3 separate regions of the Mus musculus genome follow, and regions 1 and 2 are each linked to region 3. Evidence: chromatin contacts called from public Micro-C and promoter capture Hi-C data. All regions are on one chromosome and are shown on one strand. The core of a region is the stretch at or near the end of the contact, and the rest is flanking DNA. Distances in the headings are between cores, read along the strand shown.

Evidence for each region. Promoter capture Hi-C pulls out the DNA fragments that hold promoters and counts their contacts. A called contact is a pair of places that touch in the nucleus more often than the background predicts.
Region 1: a promoter capture Hi-C map of pre-B cells shows a contact between it and region 3, with 4 times the contacts expected there. The contact joins the promoter of Socs7 here to the promoter of Sp2 in region 3. A contact is called at or near these places in 5 of 39 promoter capture datasets (the 3T3-L1 cell line, hippocampal neurons, liver and 2 more), 2 of 484 Hi-C or Micro-C datasets (embryonic stem cells and uterus) and 3 of 115 datasets of contacts at active chromatin or transcription factors (the SCID.adh cell line, memory CD8 T cells and pancreatic cancer cells).
Region 2: a Micro-C map of embryonic stem cells shows a contact between it and region 3, with 2.8 times the contacts expected there. The contact joins the enhancer-like site here to the promoter of Sp2 in region 3. A contact is called at or near these places in 2 of 484 Hi-C or Micro-C datasets (both in embryonic stem cells) and 3 of 115 datasets of contacts at active chromatin or transcription factors (bone marrow-derived dendritic cells, embryonic stem cells and pancreatic cancer cells).

The regions. Positions count from the first base shown.
Region 1 is chr11:97,361,018-97,363,750 of GRCm38.p6, reverse strand. Socs7 (suppressor of cytokine signaling 7) reads right to left here and starts at 1,459. Exons shown (of 10, transcript NM_138657.4): 1 at 328-1,459. The coding sequence starts at 1,316.
Region 2 is chr11:97,411,270-97,413,969 of GRCm38.p6, reverse strand. It overlaps a transcript of Arhgap23 not described here. Among named protein-coding and RNA genes, the nearest start is that of Arhgap23, 38 kb to the left of the region's middle. Within about 2 kb of position 1,274, at least 60 of the 459 cell types and tissues checked have an H3K27ac peak or open chromatin away from gene starts, as enhancers often do. A contact at or near this core is called in bone marrow-derived dendritic cells and embryonic stem cells, where this site is marked.
Region 3 is chr11:96,976,133-96,978,956 of GRCm38.p6, reverse strand. It overlaps Sp2 (Sp2 transcription factor), which reads left to right and starts at 1,269. Exons shown (of 7, transcript NM_001080964.2): 1 at 1,269-1,336. The coding sequence starts at 1,330.

The DNA of each region.
Region 1 (2,733 bases), core at 210-2,709, 380 kb before region 3:
ATAACAGACATGGGAGGGGTGCTTAAAAAGTGGGGCCGGAACAGGGATGGAAGGTGAGGCCGGGCTTCAGATCATCCCCAGCAAGAGACGCTAACCCACTGAGAAGTGTCACAGAGTGTGAACTCTCCGAGAGTTGAAAGCTGTTTCCACAATTAGCTCTGACCTAATGCGAGATGTCACCACCTTTAATCCCAAGTGTCTGCCTCCTCCTGAAGTCCACAGCTCAGCTCTAACAGTATCGTGTTGGCAGTAGGGGAAAACGAGGGAAACGAAACAAGAAATGGAACTTTGTCGCTTGCCCACCCCCAACCCCCAAGCCAATCTCACCTCCCCGTATCCAGCTCCCGGACCGCTGAGCCTCCCATGTCGGTCAGGCTCGCAGCTGAAGCTGCCAGATCTCCCGAAGGCCTCTTGCCGGTCCCATCCCCGCCGCCCGAGCCGCCGTTACAGCTCTTCGTGCGAAACAGGCGACTGAGGCGGATTTTGAAGGAGCCCTTCCGAGAAGGGCCTGCGAGAGGCCGGAGGGGCCCGGGAGGCGGCGGCGGTGGGGGAGGTTGCTGCTGCTGCTGCTCCCCTCGGCTCAAGCGCCCTGGAGGGACCAAGTCCTGCAGCGGAAAGGGCACCGGGGGTAGTTCGGGACCCGGAGGCTGCAGAAGCAGCCGGCCACCCACTCCTCCTCCTCCACGGCCGGGGCTGCTGAGCTCCTCTTCCGAGCAGCTGTTAGTCTCCAGGCTCTCGGCCTCCGATTCCAAGCCCTCCAGGACCAGCAGCGCGTCGCTCGTCTCCGTCGGGTCCTCCCCGGCCTGCGGGGCGGCAGCAGGCGGCGGGGGTTGCGGCGGCGGCGGCTGCGGGGGACACGGGCACGGACAGCAGCCTCCGCCGGCAGTCTTGATCCCCGGCCCCGCCGGCTGTCCGAGCCCCAGGGCCGCCAGCTGCGCCTCTAGTCCAGCCACGGGACCCCAGGTCCGCTCGAGCGCCAAGCCCGGCGGGAGGGCCTTGGGATCCAGCGCGCAGCGGTGCCGGGGACACAGCAGTTCCGAGGGTCCCGGCTCCCGGGCCGCCTCCGCGTCCTCCTCCTCCGGCGGCCGCCCCACGTTGCGGAACACCATCAGCTGAGGCGGCCGGGCGCCCCGCGAGCCGGGCCGCGCGAGGAAGGGTGGTGGCGGCGACGGGCCATGGCTGTGGCCCGGGGGCGGCGGCGGCGGCGGCGGGCCTGGCTCGGGGGCGGCCTCTCCATAGCCGAGGAGGCGGCTCAGGACCCGGTACGAAGCGGCCGCCGCCGCCGCCTCGCCGTCCCGGAGCTCGGCCCCCTGCATCGGGGTGGCGAAGGGAGGGAGGGCGGGCGGCTAGGAGCCGGGCTGGGTGGGGACTAGGCCGGGCCCCGCCGGAGCCCCGCCCGCCGCGGCCCCCGGAGCGACAGCGCTAACGGCCGCCGCGGCCTCTGCCTCATAGAGGGGGCGGGGGGGGGGGGGCGCGCGGAGCCCAGCGCGAGCCCAGGCCGCGCGCTGCCGCCGAGGACCGCCCCTAGACGTCACTTCCTGTCCAGGGCCCGCCCCCTTTCCCCAGGGTGCGCAAGCGTCGGACTCCACTCTGCCTGACGTTTCTCTTGGCCCTGGTAGCTATTGGCCGTCTGCTGCATCTGGGGCCTCCGTGGTCTCCGGCACCGACCCCTGCTTTTTCACTTCCTGGGCGCCCGGGCCCTGTCCACCGTCCTGTGTAGAGCAGTGCAGGCCTCGGGACCCGGGTCTGGACCTGGGAGAGGGTCGTGGACCTTGGCACTGTCTGGGGGTCTTGTCCTGTCCATGCTGCCTGGAGTGTGTGACCTTGGCCAAGTCATTTCATTACATCTGCATCCTCTTTCCTAGCATCCGATGAACTGTGGAATGACTACATGAAAATGGGTTGTAGAGCCTGCAGTGTGCTCTTCCGTGCCAAAACAACTGGATCTTTGAGAAGACAAGAGTGTGTATATAGTTAGCATAATCTCATCATGAATTTGAAATGAAGAATGGATATACACAATTCCAAGAAATGAAGATATACAATAGCCAATTCTGTACGACTGATGGCCAAATACATCCTTCCACTGATTGTTGTCATAGTGTATGTCATGTTGAGGATAGAATCCAAGACGTGGCACGTGCTAAGCAACAGTTCCATCACCAGACCTCATTCCCAGCCCTTCCCAAAATGATGACAAGTGACCAAGGACTGCAATTGTAACAAGAATTTTTACTAATATTTTCCTCTGTTGATGAAAGAGAACAGTGAAAAAGCAAAACCTGATCAAATCATCAATCATGGGGGCAACTTTGCTGAGTCGGAATTGGTTTCAGTGACGGGGAAGAGTTCCTTCAACGTTTTTGTGCCATTGCTAATGTAACACCTACAGATAGATGTACAGGAGATGTAAATCAGAATCGCTGTCATAATCTCCATCACTTAAAAAAAATGTATGTGTATGCACATGTGTGTGCAGAATCCGAGAAAGGGCATCAGATCCCCTAGACCTAATTATTAGCTGCCCCAAGTCCCTGGACATGGGTGTTGAGAGCTGAGTTCTGACCCTCTGCAAGAGCAGAACAAGCCGTTATCTGCTGAGCTAGCTCTCTAGGCCCCTCCATCTCTCTTTCTTTCTTTCTTTCTTTCTTTCTTTCTTTCTTTCTTTCTTCCTTCCTTCCTTCCTTCCTTCCTTCCTTTCTTTCTTTCTTTCTTTCTAGACAGGGTTTCTCT
Region 2 (2,700 bases), core at 25-2,524, 440 kb before region 3:
CTGAGGGAGCAGAGGCAGGAGGATCTCCAGGGTTCTGGGCTCAGTGGGAGACCCTGTCTCAGCAAAGAAGGTCGGGTGTAACTGAGGAAGATATTCAATGTCATCCTCAGTCTACACACACACACACACAGACACACAAACACACACACACACAAACACATACACACACACAGAGACAGACACACACACACAGACACACACACACACACCAGACACACAAACACACACACACAAACACATACACACACACAGACACACAAACACACACAAACACAAACACATACACACACACACAAACACATACACAAACACATATACACACACACAGAGACACACACACACACAAACACACACAAACACATACACACACACACACACAAAACAAAAAACAAAAACAAAACAAAACAAAAAAAACCAAAACCCAAAAAAAACCAGGAACACAGTATACACATATACCACCCACAAAACAAACAAAAATCACAAATGTATTTAAGCTGGTTGAACCGTAGTTTCCTTCTCCATTGAACAAAATCGTAAAGACTCTGCATGGTAGGCAAGGCCTTCCTAAGTGTTAACCAAAGCAGTCACTCAGGACCTGTGAGTGCTGGCCTGTTGAGGCCTGGCCTGTTCACTCTCCTGGGAACATCCTACACAAATGGTCTGGTAGTCTAAGCCTTGAAGTTGTTCTAGAGTCTTCTGTCTCCTTCCCCCTTCACCTACTAGGTCACCAAGTCCCAAAGTCTCTGATATTTGTTGCTCTCCGCCCCTTATTCTGCTACACACCGACCCCCACCCCTAACCTCCTTTCCTACCGTCCTCAGTTCCTGTCCTCACTGTGTACCAGAGAGAACATAACACAGGGGCTACCTCAAGTTTCTGCCCAGGCCAGGCCAAAACCTAAGTGCCTGCGCCCAGCCCAGTCTCTCACATCCTCCTGTTTCCTTCCTCATCCCTCCACGCTTCCTGACCACACACACCACAGGAGGAGCCCTCCCAGCCCGCCAGCCTCTGTCCGTGGGGAACCTTCTCCCCAGCCTGTCTCTCTCTCCATTCCCCTCCTCCAGGTCAGTTCAGCCTCCTCGGAACCCCACAGAGCTGGGGGGTGGGCGGCTCCTGCAGACAGCCCTCCGGTTTCTCCAGCCTTCCTTGGTTGCTCTGGGGGGCGGGAGAGGGTCTCACCATAGAATCATGGTAAAGGATGACCAAGCTAGTGAAGGGAAGGAGCAGGGCCTGAGCCCTGTAGTATCCCCAATGCCACCTGCCACACCCTTGCAGGTCTCTTGCCCCCTGGGATGGGACTGAGTCAACAGTGGTGGTGACTGGGCTGGTGGAGGGGTTTAGAAAGATGAGGATAAAGGGGATTCCCAGGAGAATCATCACCCACTCAGTGGGAGTGTCCTTTTCCCAGACCCCACAGAACATAGAGCGAGAAAATGGCTCTCTGGGCGGACTGAAGAATATGCAGACAGGAGCCAGGGGCTGGGATAGGTGGGGTTAGGGGGGAGTGTACCAGGGGAAGAAGGCTAGAGGAGATGGATAGGAATGGCTGGAGGGGGGTGCAGGTCAAGGTGCAGGAAGAGGTGGGAGGGGCAGCAGGGTGGAGAGAACCCTTTCTGGGAAGTGGGAGGGGTGGAGGAGGTTCTTGCTGTGCATTGTGGAGGGAGGAATTGGCCTGCCGGTCAGCGTGAGCTCACTTCCTCTTACCGCCTCCTGTAGGGGTCTGAGGGCATCAGGCTCTGGAAAAAGTGAGCCAGGGGCACCCCAAGGGGCCACCACCCTCCTCCCTGCCCCCACAGCCTCAGCTCAAATCAGCTCTCCTTATAGAGGCAACCCTTTGTTCTGGGAGGAAAGGACCCTGTGCCAGGGGGGCACTGTACCTTGGAACTCTGGAGCTAAGGGCAGAGGGGGACAGGAACTGATGCATGTGTGGAGATGGAGGAACTCCAGGCATTGTAACACTTGGATTACAGTTAGGTGGTAGGGGGGGCTTGGACCTGGGGTGAAACAAGTTAGTCTATAAGTCTTTCTTTTTTGTTTGTTTTGGTGTTTGTTTGTTTGTTTGTTTTGTTTCTCAAGACAGGGTTTCTCTGCATAGCCCTGGCCGTCCTAGAACTCACTTTGTAGACCAGGCTGGCCTCGAACTCAGAAATCTGCCTGCCTCTGCCTCCCAAGTGCTGGGATTAAAGGCATGCGCCACCACTGCCCGACTGCTTTTTAGTTTTTAGACAGGTCCTCAACCTATAAGCTTGGTCTAGCCTGGAGCTCATTAAGTTAGCCTTGAACTCATGATCCGCTTGTTTCAGCTTTTCAAGTATACTATCAAGATTATGGGCATGCGTTAAGTAAGCATCTTATGCAAACCCACACAGGATTTGAACCCAGGCATCTGGGCTCCAGAGTCTACATACTTAATCCACACTTGGTGGAATATTTACTGGCTGCTTAAACCCTGGGTGTGGTCCCTCTCTGGAAGACTGGCTTGAGTTAGAGTCTTGACTGAGGAAGTCTAGTGAGACGGGGGAAGCAGCCCAAGAGTCCCCTAGAGGGAAAGGGGATGAGGGGACCATATGCAGGACAGTACCTGCAGGAACACCAGCCTTTAGGGACAGACAGAAGAGAAACACAGGAAAGTGGCATCACGTGGGTCAGAGAGAATTCTTAGTAAGTTAACTGGGAGCCAATGGAAGTCAAACTGTGCAG
Region 3 (2,824 bases), core at 20-2,519:
TGCTTAGTGTTGGGGACTTGATCCTCAGCAAATAAGACCCCAGCAGGGATGTATGTGTCTCATCTACCTGCGATCAATGTCTCTCAAATGTTGATTTGGGAAGCTTTGTTACATGTTCTTATAAGTTAATTTACTGGATGTAAAACATTTTTTTCTCACTGTGGGTTAAAACAACAAAACAAAACCAACCAGGAAGGGTGGTACTATGAGGTGGATGTGTGAGTGCTCTGGCTTCAACAAGAGTCTAAGGGTCCACTGCAGATGGGGTGTGGGGTTTCCTACCCACGCAGGTCTCAAGCCAGCGTGAATTCCCTCTGAGTGCTACGTACAGCTTGCCTAAGTTAGTCGTTCGCAGAGGGCCTGGAAGAGAAAGCTAAACCTACCTGTGGTGCCTGTCAAGCACGGCCCCTCATACAGGAGGAGATGAAGCAGAGACCAAGCAGGGTCGCTAGGATGCCAGCGTGCAATTCTGCCCACCTGAGGCGCAGGCTAAAATGCAGATTCTAGGCACACACACCCCGCCCCCCGGGAAATAGCAAATGTAACTAGGGACGACCCTAGGGATCTGCTTTTGATAAAGGCTCAAACACGCCTGTCTGAAGCTGAGAGGATCAGGGAAGCTCTGCGAAACATTGGTGAAGATTAACAGGGGCTTGAGATGACATAATGACAATTCCCTCTAGGAAGTGCCAGGTAACCCAACTCCTGCCAGGTCGTCGACTCTCGAGAGGCGATGGATGGCGGGCGAGGGCCTGAGGTGAAGGCGATGCGCTCACTGGGGGCCGGGCACCGCGTATCCGACAGCTACACTTGAGACTCACCATGCCAGACTGTATTGAGAGATGTATAAGCTCTTTACGGGGCATTTCACAGTAGCACTTCTGATTGGCTTTAGGGCAGATCTATCACTTATCTGCTGGGTTAGAGGTGGGTGGAAGGTCAATTACGACCAATACAAAAACACTTCTCGGCTAAGCCCCTCCTCACCCAGCTTCCTGTTGCTGTCCATCAACCTCCTAGCAGGCGGGACTTTGCCTCCCGCCAGTTGGCTAAAGGATACGTCGTTCATTCCCCCGTTGATTTCCGGTTGGCGACTCCTACCGTCTATCAATGACACTTCACAGTTCTATTGGCCAGACCAACGTCACTCTAGATGCTTCCCAATGATTGGTTGAAAATGCTGTCGGTCCCCAATGTACCAAGCGTTCATTGGTAAAAGCTGCCGTCGCTCGGGCGGTGGCGGGCTCCGGGATTGGCGGGTGCTAGGCGGGCGGTGTCAGGCTCTCGGTGGCGGCGGAGGCGGCGGAGGCCAGGGAGGAAGATGTCGTAATGAGCGGTGGGTCCTGGCGTCTGCCGGCGGCGTCTTCCCGGCCCTCAAGGGTCGGGAAGACGGACAGAGGCCTCGGGGAGGGGAGGCCGGAACCGGGGGTGCCCCCCTGGGACTGGGACTGGCGCCGGGGCCCGGCTACGGGAGGGGCGGGGGAGGAAGGATTCCCGCCCGGAGGAGGAGCGCGGCTGGCCGGCCGGGCGGAGGCACCCGGAAGGGGGCGTTAGACTCCCCGCCCCTCGGAGCCCCGGGCGGGAGGGCGGCGCTTCCGGGGCTGGCAGGCGGCGGGGGCAGCAGGGCGAGCCTGATAACCCCCTTCGCCCCCTCAGCTTGGGTCGCGCCGGGCCTTCAGCCTGCGCCCGAGTTTGCTCCACGCAGGCGGCCGACGCCCCCTCGGGCTCGTCCTGTGGGCAGCCCAGGCTTGGGACCCAGGTGGTGCCAGTCAGATGGGCCCTGCTGGTCTGAACTGCAGCCTGCTGGCCGGGCCACCGCAGTCCCAGAGGGTGGCAGGATTGGAGGGAACGCCCTAGGCAGATGACTGCTGAACGAAAAACCGACTTTTAATGTTTATACCTGGATCCTTGAGCCTGCGGCTAGTATCTGCAAGCTCTTGGAATTTTAGAAGTTTGGAGAACTTGTGGACAGAGCTCCCAGGCTATGGCCCGATGCCCCTTGCGGGGGGTGGGGGGGTTGGGCAAAAATGCACTGGAATTCCAAAAAAGCGTAGGCGCTATCGCTCGTAACAGATGACCTAAGAAATAAAATAGATGCTTTTCTTCATCCGCGTTGCTGGCTTAAGGGTGCTCAGAATCTTCCCTTCCTTCTTAGGTTTCTTTCCCAGTGCCTTATTCTAGTTTTAGTAGAAAAGGAACTGTCTTTTGCGCTGGGCGACTGAGAAACCTGTCCTCTCTACATTCCTTGGTTTTGATTCTAATAGCCTGTCATGTTTAATCGTTTCATAACTAACATGATCCAGGGGGACTCTGTTTGGTTTTTTCTCCTGAACTTTCCCCATTTTTAGGAGGTTACAGGATTATTACATATCAAAATAAAAGTTTGGGCCTGTAGAGGCCTGTCAACGAGGAGAGAGGCAGACCATAGCCAGTGGTCTGTGAGCCAGGAATTGGCCCAAGGGTCCCCTTTATACAGATTTCATTGTAGAAAGGCGATTAACTTTTCAGTGTGTACTGGCAGGAACAGGCTACAGCTGTTCCATGCTGTGCCCTAGAAGGCCCTTGGCATTACAGAGGACAAAACCCTGAGTTGAGACACCCCCCCCCCACCCCCCTGTGGTGATGAAGGTTGAATCCACAAATGTTGGACAAGCACCTCTACGGCTGAGCTGTCTTGGAGGGCTAGAAAGGTTAGGGTGAGCCAGCTCACAGTGAACTGGCACAGGGGATGACAAGAGCCCAGACCACACAGTAGCATTTTCCATTATTGACACAAAGAAGTCCATTGTCTGTAGCGATGAGTATAACTGCAGTGTCTTGTTTT